Linked DNA regions of Mus musculus: regions 2 and 3 are each linked to region 1. The links are chromatin contacts, called in public HiChIP or PLAC-seq maps. All regions are on one chromosome and are shown on one strand. Each heading gives the region's core, a stretch centred on a gene start, on an enhancer-like site or on the middle of the called end of the contact. The rest is flanking DNA. Distances are from core to core; before and after follow the strand shown.

What was found. HiChIP or PLAC-seq counts read pairs in DNA pulled down with a chosen protein or histone mark.
Region 2: an H3K4me3 HiChIP or PLAC-seq map of pro-B cells shows a contact between it and region 1, with 6 times the contacts expected there. The contact joins the promoter of Cks2 here to the promoter of Nfil3 in region 1. A contact is called at or near these places in 2 of 39 promoter capture datasets (neutrophils and pre-B cells), 3 of 484 Hi-C or Micro-C datasets (CD4 T cells, LSK cells and Th1 cells), 4 of 115 datasets of contacts at active chromatin or transcription factors (hepatocytes, large pre-B cells, microglia and 1 more) and 2 of 9 other capture datasets (adipose tissue and liver).
Region 3: a contact with region 1 is called in an H3K27ac HiChIP or PLAC-seq map of thymic regulatory T cells, with 6 times the contacts expected there. The contact joins the promoter of Sema4d here to the promoter of Nfil3 in region 1. A contact is called at or near these places in 3 of 39 promoter capture datasets (embryonic stem cells, liver and pre-B cells), 4 of 484 Hi-C or Micro-C datasets (B cells, CD8 T cells and embryonic stem cells), 4 of 115 datasets of contacts at active chromatin or transcription factors (astrocytes, embryonic forebrain, embryonic midbrain and 1 more) and 1 of 9 other capture datasets (embryonic stem cells).

The regions. Positions count from the first base shown.
Region 1 is chr13:52,979,630-52,982,364 of GRCm38.p6, reverse strand. Nfil3 (nuclear factor, interleukin 3, regulated) reads left to right here and starts at 1,326. Exons shown (of 2, transcript NM_017373.3): 1 at 1,326-1,504.
Region 2 is chr13:51,643,901-51,646,635 of GRCm38.p6, reverse strand. Cks2 (CDC28 protein kinase regulatory subunit 2) reads right to left here and starts at 1,404. Exons shown (of 3, transcript NM_025415.3): 1 at 1,165-1,404. The coding sequence starts at 1,223.
Region 3 is chr13:51,792,308-51,795,042 of GRCm38.p6, reverse strand. It overlaps Sema4d (sema domain, immunoglobulin domain (Ig), transmembrane domain (TM) and short cytoplasmic domain, (semaphorin) 4D), which reads left to right and starts at 1,365. Exons shown (of 16, transcript NM_013660.5): 1 at 1,365-1,546.

The sequences.
Region 1 (2,735 bases), core at 77-2,576:
TCACCACTGGATGTGCCTCGGAGATTATTTGTGGAGTTACTACTGTGTGTCTTGAGTAAATGGAAAGAGATCCACTTGGTGAGATGTTCCGGGTGGGGGTCCCGCACACTCACTCTTTATTTTGGGGTTTGCTTTCTTTGAAAAATGAGAAAGGAGGGGGTTGAGTGAGGGAATCATTCGAGCCCAGGTCCCACAGTCCGAGCTCAAGGACCTTGCCACCTGCCACATTCCGTATTTGGGCAAGCGCGTGCGTCACTGTCAGGAATATGGCTCCCTTTGCCAAGGCCGGCTATAATCTTACGTGTCTGTAAACGCGGGGAGTGTTTGCCACGTTCCTTTACAATAGCCAACCCGATGACTGACTTAAGAACATGCCACCAGATGCTCTGTCTCCCATTTCCTTATGTCTTTTGTACATCCCAGGAATTGGGGAAAGGGGGGTGGGGTGGGGGCTGGCTGGCGTGTTCACTGAGAACCGAAAGGAGAGGAGAACTACCAGTTCAAGATGCTTGGGGAATGCCCTCCGTGGCTTGCTCTAGCCCGAGCACCGAAAGCGGGTAGGTTTCCCAGCCGGGGACACCGAGGCCGCGGACTCTCAGGTCCTCGGAGACAGCCGCCACCTCTCCACGTGGTCGGGGACACAGACCAACCGGGTCTAGCTTGGTTTCCCAACCGTGTTACGCAACAACTTTGTAGGGGTCGTCTTCGCCCTAATTGTGTCGGGAGCGCTGTTTGTGTTACCGTTGCGGCGCTGCCCGGGAGAGGAGCGGGACATTTCAGTAGCCCGGCTGCCGCGCCCCTTTCCCGGTCTCAGAGGGGACCGTGGGCACAAGGAGGCCAAGGTCCCCGCCACGCCCGTGTCCCCATAGCCCTCACCCGGGGTTCTATTGGCAACAGGTAGCCCGGCCCTCTGTGGCTCTCCGGGAAACAAACAAACAAAAAAAGGTGCTGGCACCACGGAGCGAGCGCAGCGACCCGGAGGGCGCGGCCGGCAATGGGCAAAAGGGTCCTGGGCTCCTCTTAGGCGTGCCTCGGGTTGCTCCGCGGTGCGTCCCGTTGCGCAACATAGCGCTCGGCCTGGGTCCCCACGGACAGCGGGTAGCAGCTGCGGCCGCGGCCAGAGAAGGACGCGGACTGCCAGTGGCGCCGCGGCGGAGAGGACGGGGCGGGGCGGGGCGGGGCGGTGGGGAGCCCGCCCCTGTCGGCGCGGCCAGTGGCGGCGGGCCGGGGGCGGGCGCGGGCGCGGCGATTGGGGCGGCCGCCGCCCGTCACGGCGGGGCTGGCGGGCGGCGACGTAGCGCGGCGCTCGGAACTGACCTACTAACACACATCTCTCGGCGCGGCCACGGCGCCCGCGGACCCGGCGCGCCCGCTCGTCTCCCGCGCCGCGCCCTCGCCACCGCCCGCTGAGGGCCCGGCGGAGCTTGAATCGCGCCCCGGCGCCGCCAGCCCGGTTACAGCCGCCCTTTCTTTTCCCCCTCACGGACCAGGGAGCAGAACCACGGTAAGCGCTCCGCCCACCGGCGGCCCCGGGGGCCCTGCTCTGCTCCGTGCCCGCTCTTGGAGCGCGCGGCCGGCGGGCGTAGGGCGCGGGATGCGTGCGGGCGCGGCGCAGGGCTGGCGGGAGGCGGCGAGTGTGCGCGGGGCATGCATTACATAAACTTTTGCTGCCTTGGCAGGAGGGGGGACTCGCCACCTTAAGGTAGCTGCTTTGATTGCAGCGCCCTGGCGCCCGCACGTAGCCCGGGCTGCCGCGCGCTCCCTCCTCCTCCCCGCTATTGCATAATGTCTCCGGATTTCAGGAAAATTGATGTTTCGGTGGCGAAGAGCGCGCCGTGGAGGCGGAGTGGAGGCCGATCCTTTTAGCAGCCAGACGACTTGCCCTGCTCTCCGGGGTCTCTCCGCGCTAGTCCCCAATCCGGGCCAGCTAAGGGGAGGGTTGAGTCTTGATTTGCTTAGGAGGATTGGGAGTACCAACGGTGACGGCAATCGGAGATGCCTGCGCGGCGTTTGTTTGTGTCAGGCGCTGTGTCGGCACCGACGTTTTCCAACCCGTTTGTCGTCACCGTGTTTTACGAGCCCTCGGGAAGGTGGAGGGATGTGTCCTTTCTTACATTGCATAATGGGCCAGCGATGAAACGTGGGCACCGAGGACGAACTGATGTGAGAATGTGCGCGTGTGATTTGTGTGCAATGATTTGGTCATTTTAGCGCAGCGTTGGCTATTAGATCCTTATTGGTACCTCTGTATCGTCCCAAATACGCATATTTTAAAAAACGATTCTATGGAGTTCATTATTAAGAAAGAAGAAATCCTAGTCTTGGACACTAATGCGCGCGGGGGAGGGGGGGCTCCTTAAATGTTCCGAGGTGTTATTTTTAAAACCCGGACGAGCCATTGTGACGTTTGCCTCCCCACTTTTCCCAACTGGAATGCGATGCGTTTCATCAGCCTTTCTTTTTCTTTCTTTCTTTTTTTTTTTTCTCACCTTATCGTCATTGGCTTTTTTTTTTTTTTTTTTAAGACACCACAAGACAAATCATTACTAGATTCCTGGAAATGTGAGGTTATGTAACTGCCGAATTTGCTGGCTGTTGAGCATAGAAAGGGAGCTAATTACGTGATTTTATAATCTTGCCACAAAGAAAGTAGGGCAATCTCAGCGTTGAAGAATGTCACCATCAACAGGGGTTTTGTTGGTTCTTTTAAAGGATATTTTAAGCCGGAAAGTGAC
Region 2 (2,735 bases), core at 155-2,654, 1.3 Mb after region 1:
CGCACAACTTATATACTCCAAGTTTAGAAACTAAAACTATCTCACTTTGACAACTAAAGAAATGTATATAAACCCATATGCTAAACATTTCCATCCAAATAATTATTTGCCTAATTTAGAAAGACAGTACAATTACTTTCGGTCATTTTTGGATATTTCCAAACCAAGTTCTGAGTTACTATAACGACCAAATATTAAGCCAATTATCACATGGTTACCATTGTGAAGTTTGTAATTACTATGTAAAGACTGTTATGTATTTAAATTTTTTAGTAAGGGGGAAAAAAAAAACCCATGAGACTTCCCTACTTAAGAACATTCAAGTTTATAGCATTAGTGCATCGTCAAACAGCCTGGAAAAAGTTTTCTGGCTGTGAAGACTTCTACACTAGCGGACTGAGAGAATGGGGGGTGGGGCGGTGAAGCCACTCTTTTAAAAAGTGTCTCATCCCTCAAACAGCATTCTGGACACTAACCTAAAAGGGCAGCAAACAGAAAACAAGGTCACTATTTGCCCAAGGGAGGAACAGGTTTTACCCACCTGGAGTCCTTGACTGTGTCCCAGAATGCAACGCTCTAATCCCAACCCAGAAGAACCCAGCGACGGAAAGGCCTTTGAAACCACACCCCAAGTCATAAGGGATACAATAAAGTTAACTACAATCCTCCCTTACTTTCCACAATCCCATTTGCTAATTATATTAACGTAGGTACTACCTTCCTGCGCATCTCAGGATTTAAAACTCAAAACTTCCTCAAAAGCCCCAAACGTGGCCAATATGGACTAGCAGTTGAAGGTAACGTAGCCACCACCACCCCAATCCTTCCGAAGGCAATCTCGAGTTTTCAATTTGATCTTGAAGCCCTTTAACAACGCCCCGTGTTACAGCGTCTGGAGCCGTTACCCATCAGACACTCGATAATGCCCGTCGGGTGCGTTTCCGGGGACTTCCCCTCCCGGCCAGTCCGGGCCAGTGCGGTTTGCGGTCGTGAACTCCCAGACTAGGCGCTGCCCACCCATCTAACGACTCCCCATCTCCTGCGATCCCCGCAACACTACACAAAGCAAGGCTGCCCGGACGGACGGAGGCCTCTAAGGGGGTCCGAGTCCCGACCACCAGGTCTGACCTCCCAGCGCGGCCCTCCTCCGCAGGCGCTCCTCACCGGTACTCGTAGTGCTCATCGAAGTACTTGTCTGAGTAGTAGATCTGCTTGTGGGCCATCCTGCCGGCGCGCAGAGGAGTAAGCGGGATCAGGAAACCGGGCGCAAGGGGCTCTACGTCCGCCTAGGGCCGACGCAACGACTCGAATGAGGCCAACGACCGCAGGCCCAACGCTCTGGATTTGAATCCGACAGCCCTCCGCCGATTGGGCGAAGCCACCAACCAATCACGCTCCGCGCAGACCTCGAGGACAGGTAACCAATCAGAAGCCTGTTGCAAGATTGCGAGGGCGGGAGTAAGGATTGGCTAACGATTCAGCGAGGAGCGCCCGGCGACCCCAAGAGATATTGAGAAGGGCGGAGCCGAGTCGTTAAGTGCCTCGCAGCGCGTGCGCAGTGGTTTAGAACGTGCCTGGGGGCAGAACCGTTGGGTGGTGGGCGGACACGAGATGAGGTATCCGGGGCTCTGGGGGCCGGAGCGGCACGAGACGCCTGGGGGGCGGTCTCTGTGGTCAGGGAAGTCCAGCTGCGGAGCGTTCCAGAGGGTAAGGTGCCCTCCGCTGCCCCTGATGGCAACGCTAATTACGCTTGGCTGCGAGCTAGTCCCATCTTAAAAAGATGTGCTCATGTAAAAGGAAGTTGAAAGGGTGTTAAGTCGTGGTTTCGTGCAGCAAGTTACATATAACAACCATTTTCTACAATGAGCAGGTGTCATTTTTCTTTTAATATTTTTGCGATTTGTTGCAGTGGATGAATTGCTCTGGTGTGGCTGTTAGGATAACAAAGTAACCCACGGCAGCTGGGCGTACTGGCCCACACCTTTAATCCCTGTACTCCAATGCCAGGTCAACACCCCTCCCTCCTCCTTTTTTTTTTTTAGTTTGGTTTGGTTTTTGTTTTTTCGGAGACTGGCTTTTCCTGTGTAGCTCTGGCTGTCCTGGAACTCACTCTGTAAACCAGGCTGGCCTCGAACTCAGAAATCCATTTGCCTCTGCCTCCCAAATGCTGGGATTAAAGGCGTGCGCCACCACCGCCCGGCTGTTTTTTGTTTTGTTTTGTTTTGTTTTGTTTTTGAGACAGAGTTTCTCTGTGTAGCCCTGGCTATCCTGGAACTCGCTCTGTACACCAAGCTGGCCTCAAACTCAGCGATCCTCCTGCCCCTGCCTCCCCAGTGCTGGGATTAAAAGTGGATGCCCCATCACCGTCCAGCTTCAGCCTAATATCTTTAACAGATGGTAGGATAGCAAAGTGTGATCCTGTCTAAAATAATAAAAACGGAAGTCAGCATGTAACTACAATTTTATTTTTTTATAGAGTTGGGTAATCAGGTGCCTGCAATCTTTTAACGACAGGTTTCCCGACTTCACTTGGCCCTCAGTTAAAGAGAACACAAGATCGTCTGACTTCTTGCACAACTTTAAAGTTATTTTTAGCACTAAAATAATAAAGGTGCTAATTGCCTACCGATATTATCACGTGAGACAACAGGTGGGATTAAAATTTCAACATGTAAATAGGAGGATGTAAGCATACACTCTATAACACAAATAATATGGAGGTATGAGTTCTGTTC
Region 3 (2,735 bases), core at 116-2,615, 1.2 Mb after region 1:
TGGTTGGTTCTACTGTTTTGACCTCTAGTAGGCCTATTGTGCTCTCTGAGCCAGCACTGACTGGCACACCTAACCTGAAGAAGCTTCCTGGTTCTTTCTAGGACCTTCTATCCTTTAGGAAGGGCTTGCTCAGTTTAACTGCTGTCAGCTGCCTGCCTTCCCAACAGCCTCATCCCTGCTGGAAGCCCCTAAGGGCCTTCTGGAATTCAGGAAGCCACCAGTCTGCCTAGAGACTGGTCTTGATCTATTTCTTGGTTCTTCCGGCAGGTTCATTAAGGAACTGGGTTTCCTTTTAGGGAGGGACTGTGTCTCTGGGCAGCACTTCCCACCTGGCCAGTTACTGTGTGAACTGAGGGTCACTTCTCCCTTCAAGGGCAGAAAAGGACATGCCCTGTGGCTGCAGTGTGTGTGTGTGTCTGTGTGTGTGTACCCATGCAATATGCCATGAGGTCAACCCAGGTGTTGTCCACTTAGTTTTAGGAGACAGGGTCCCTTACTGAAATCTGAGTCTGACTTCGGATTAAGTAAGGCAGGCTGGCTGGCCAGTGAACTCCATCCAGGGTTCCACCAATAGTCTCTGCCTCAACACTGGGATTACAACAAAGCACCACTGTCTGGGTTTTTTTTTAATCATAGGTTCTGGAGCACCAACCTCAGAAAGCATGTTAAGGACCTGGCTATGTCTACCCTTTGTACCAACCAACTTCGGAAGGCCCAGAATTAGTTAGAAATGTATCTCATCGGGAGCTGCATACAGGAAGCCTTGGTCCATGGGAAGAACCACCCACACCTTGCATTGAGAACCCCAAAGGGTCTATCCTAGATCATAAAGGTAAGAGCCCAGCATCTCTGGGGTCAACGCTGGTGACCCCAGAGCATGGGGCACAGGAGACTTTGGGGACCTGGACGAGCAGGCTGGATCATTAGGAGGCTGAAAGGATCAAAAGGCTCCTTTTGCTGGTAATCTCCTCTGTTTTCAAGAGACCAGACTTGGGTAGGAAAGAGCCCCTGGGGTCTGGACCATGGGGCTTTGGGGGATGGGGGACGGGGGGGGGGGGACACGGGGGAAGAGGACGAGGGAGTTGGATGAAAAGAGGAAGAGGTGGTGGAAGGTAAATGGGGAAGGAAAGGAAGGGAGGGAGAAAGGAAACAAGAGGGGAGCAGGAGAAAAAGACTGGGGTAGGTGAAGACAGGGGCGGGGCGCGGGAGGGCAAGGAAGAAGGGAGAGAGGTTGGGGTGAGAGGAGGGACTAGGAGGAAGGGGGAGGGGCGAAGGGAGGGAAGAGACGGGAGGGGGAGGGGAGGAGGCGGGAAGGGAGGGAGAGGGGGTGGGGCCTGCACGCTAGCCCCGCGCCCTCCTTCCCCACGCCGGCCTCCGCTCCCTCTCGCGCCGCAGCATCTCCGCGCGTCTCCCGGCCTCCCCGACTCAAGCTCCTGGCGCCGTTCGCCTCTGTCGTCGCTGCCACCAACGCCGCCGCCATTCTTGGCGCGGAGCTGGCCTGGCCAGCCCCCGCCGAGAGCCTCCGCGGGTCGGACGCGCGCTCCAGGTAAGCGACTGGGCCGGCGCGGGAGGAGCGCGCGCGGGGTTGGGCAGGTGCGCGGAGCGCGGCGAGCCCCCGCGGTAAACCTAGGAACCCTGTTGGAGCCTCTCCTGCGACCCCCTCGGGGCTCCCAGGATCCCTCTCCGAGCTTCTTCCCCAGGTTCTCCCACACCGCTAGGACCTAGTCTGCATTCCCACCTGGATGCCCCCGGACTCCCTCTGCGTTCGCATCAGGATCCTTTGGGTCCCCTCTGAGTCCCATCCGGATTCCTCACCCCCCTCTACATTTCCACCGCGTTTTCCAGACCCTCTCTGCAGTTCCACCCCAGCCCGGATCTCTCTCCGGCGTCCCTTCCCTAGCTCCCGCCAGGCCCTGGCAGGCAGGTGGCTGGAGCAGGGACACGGGACAGGCAGCGGATGCGACTTGACCAGCCAGGCCCTGCACGCTGGGACCCCCGGGTGCTGACTCCTTGATCGGTGCCTCCCAGGTCAGGCCCGGTGCCCGTAGCCGGGCTCCCAGCCCCGGCCTAACCAGCTTCTATTTCGGTCTCCCAGGCCTTGGCTCGGGTGCACCGGATGTGGCGCGGTGCACTCAGACAGGTGCGGCCGCGGTGAGGTTGCCACCGCCGGGCAGTGGGCACTGCAAGGCGGTGGCTTCCTGGAAGATTCGGGCTGCGTTATTCTAGAACCGCCCGGAACCACCACCAGCTTTAGCTCGAGCTGCACCTGTTGCTGGCGCCCGATGATTTGCAGGGGGCTGGTTCTGTTGGGGCTCAGCCAGTTATGGCTTGGGGAAAAAAATCAGCCAAAAAACAAAACAGCGCTGAGCACGTAGCTGCCCTCTATATGTTTTCTGTTTAGTCTCTCTGTGGGTGAATGTGGAGTTTTGGCTTTCAATGAAGCATGTGGTGAAGGCCTGCCCCTACATACTGGGTCATTTGCCACATGAACTTGTCCTGCTTTTGTTTTGAAAACCCTCACTGTGTGGAGCACAGCCCAGGCCCGTGGGTGGCCCAACCTCTCACTGGACTGGGGGCCTGTAGCCAGCCATCTGACCCAGCTGTGGGTCTACCAGGCGCTACCAAACGGAAGTTTCCTTCCCAGGAGGGTGAAGTGACACCAGCGGTCTGTCACTTCATATGTGCCCCTGGCGTCTGACTTGTCTCTTGTCTGCCCAGGCAGGCAGGGTTATTTG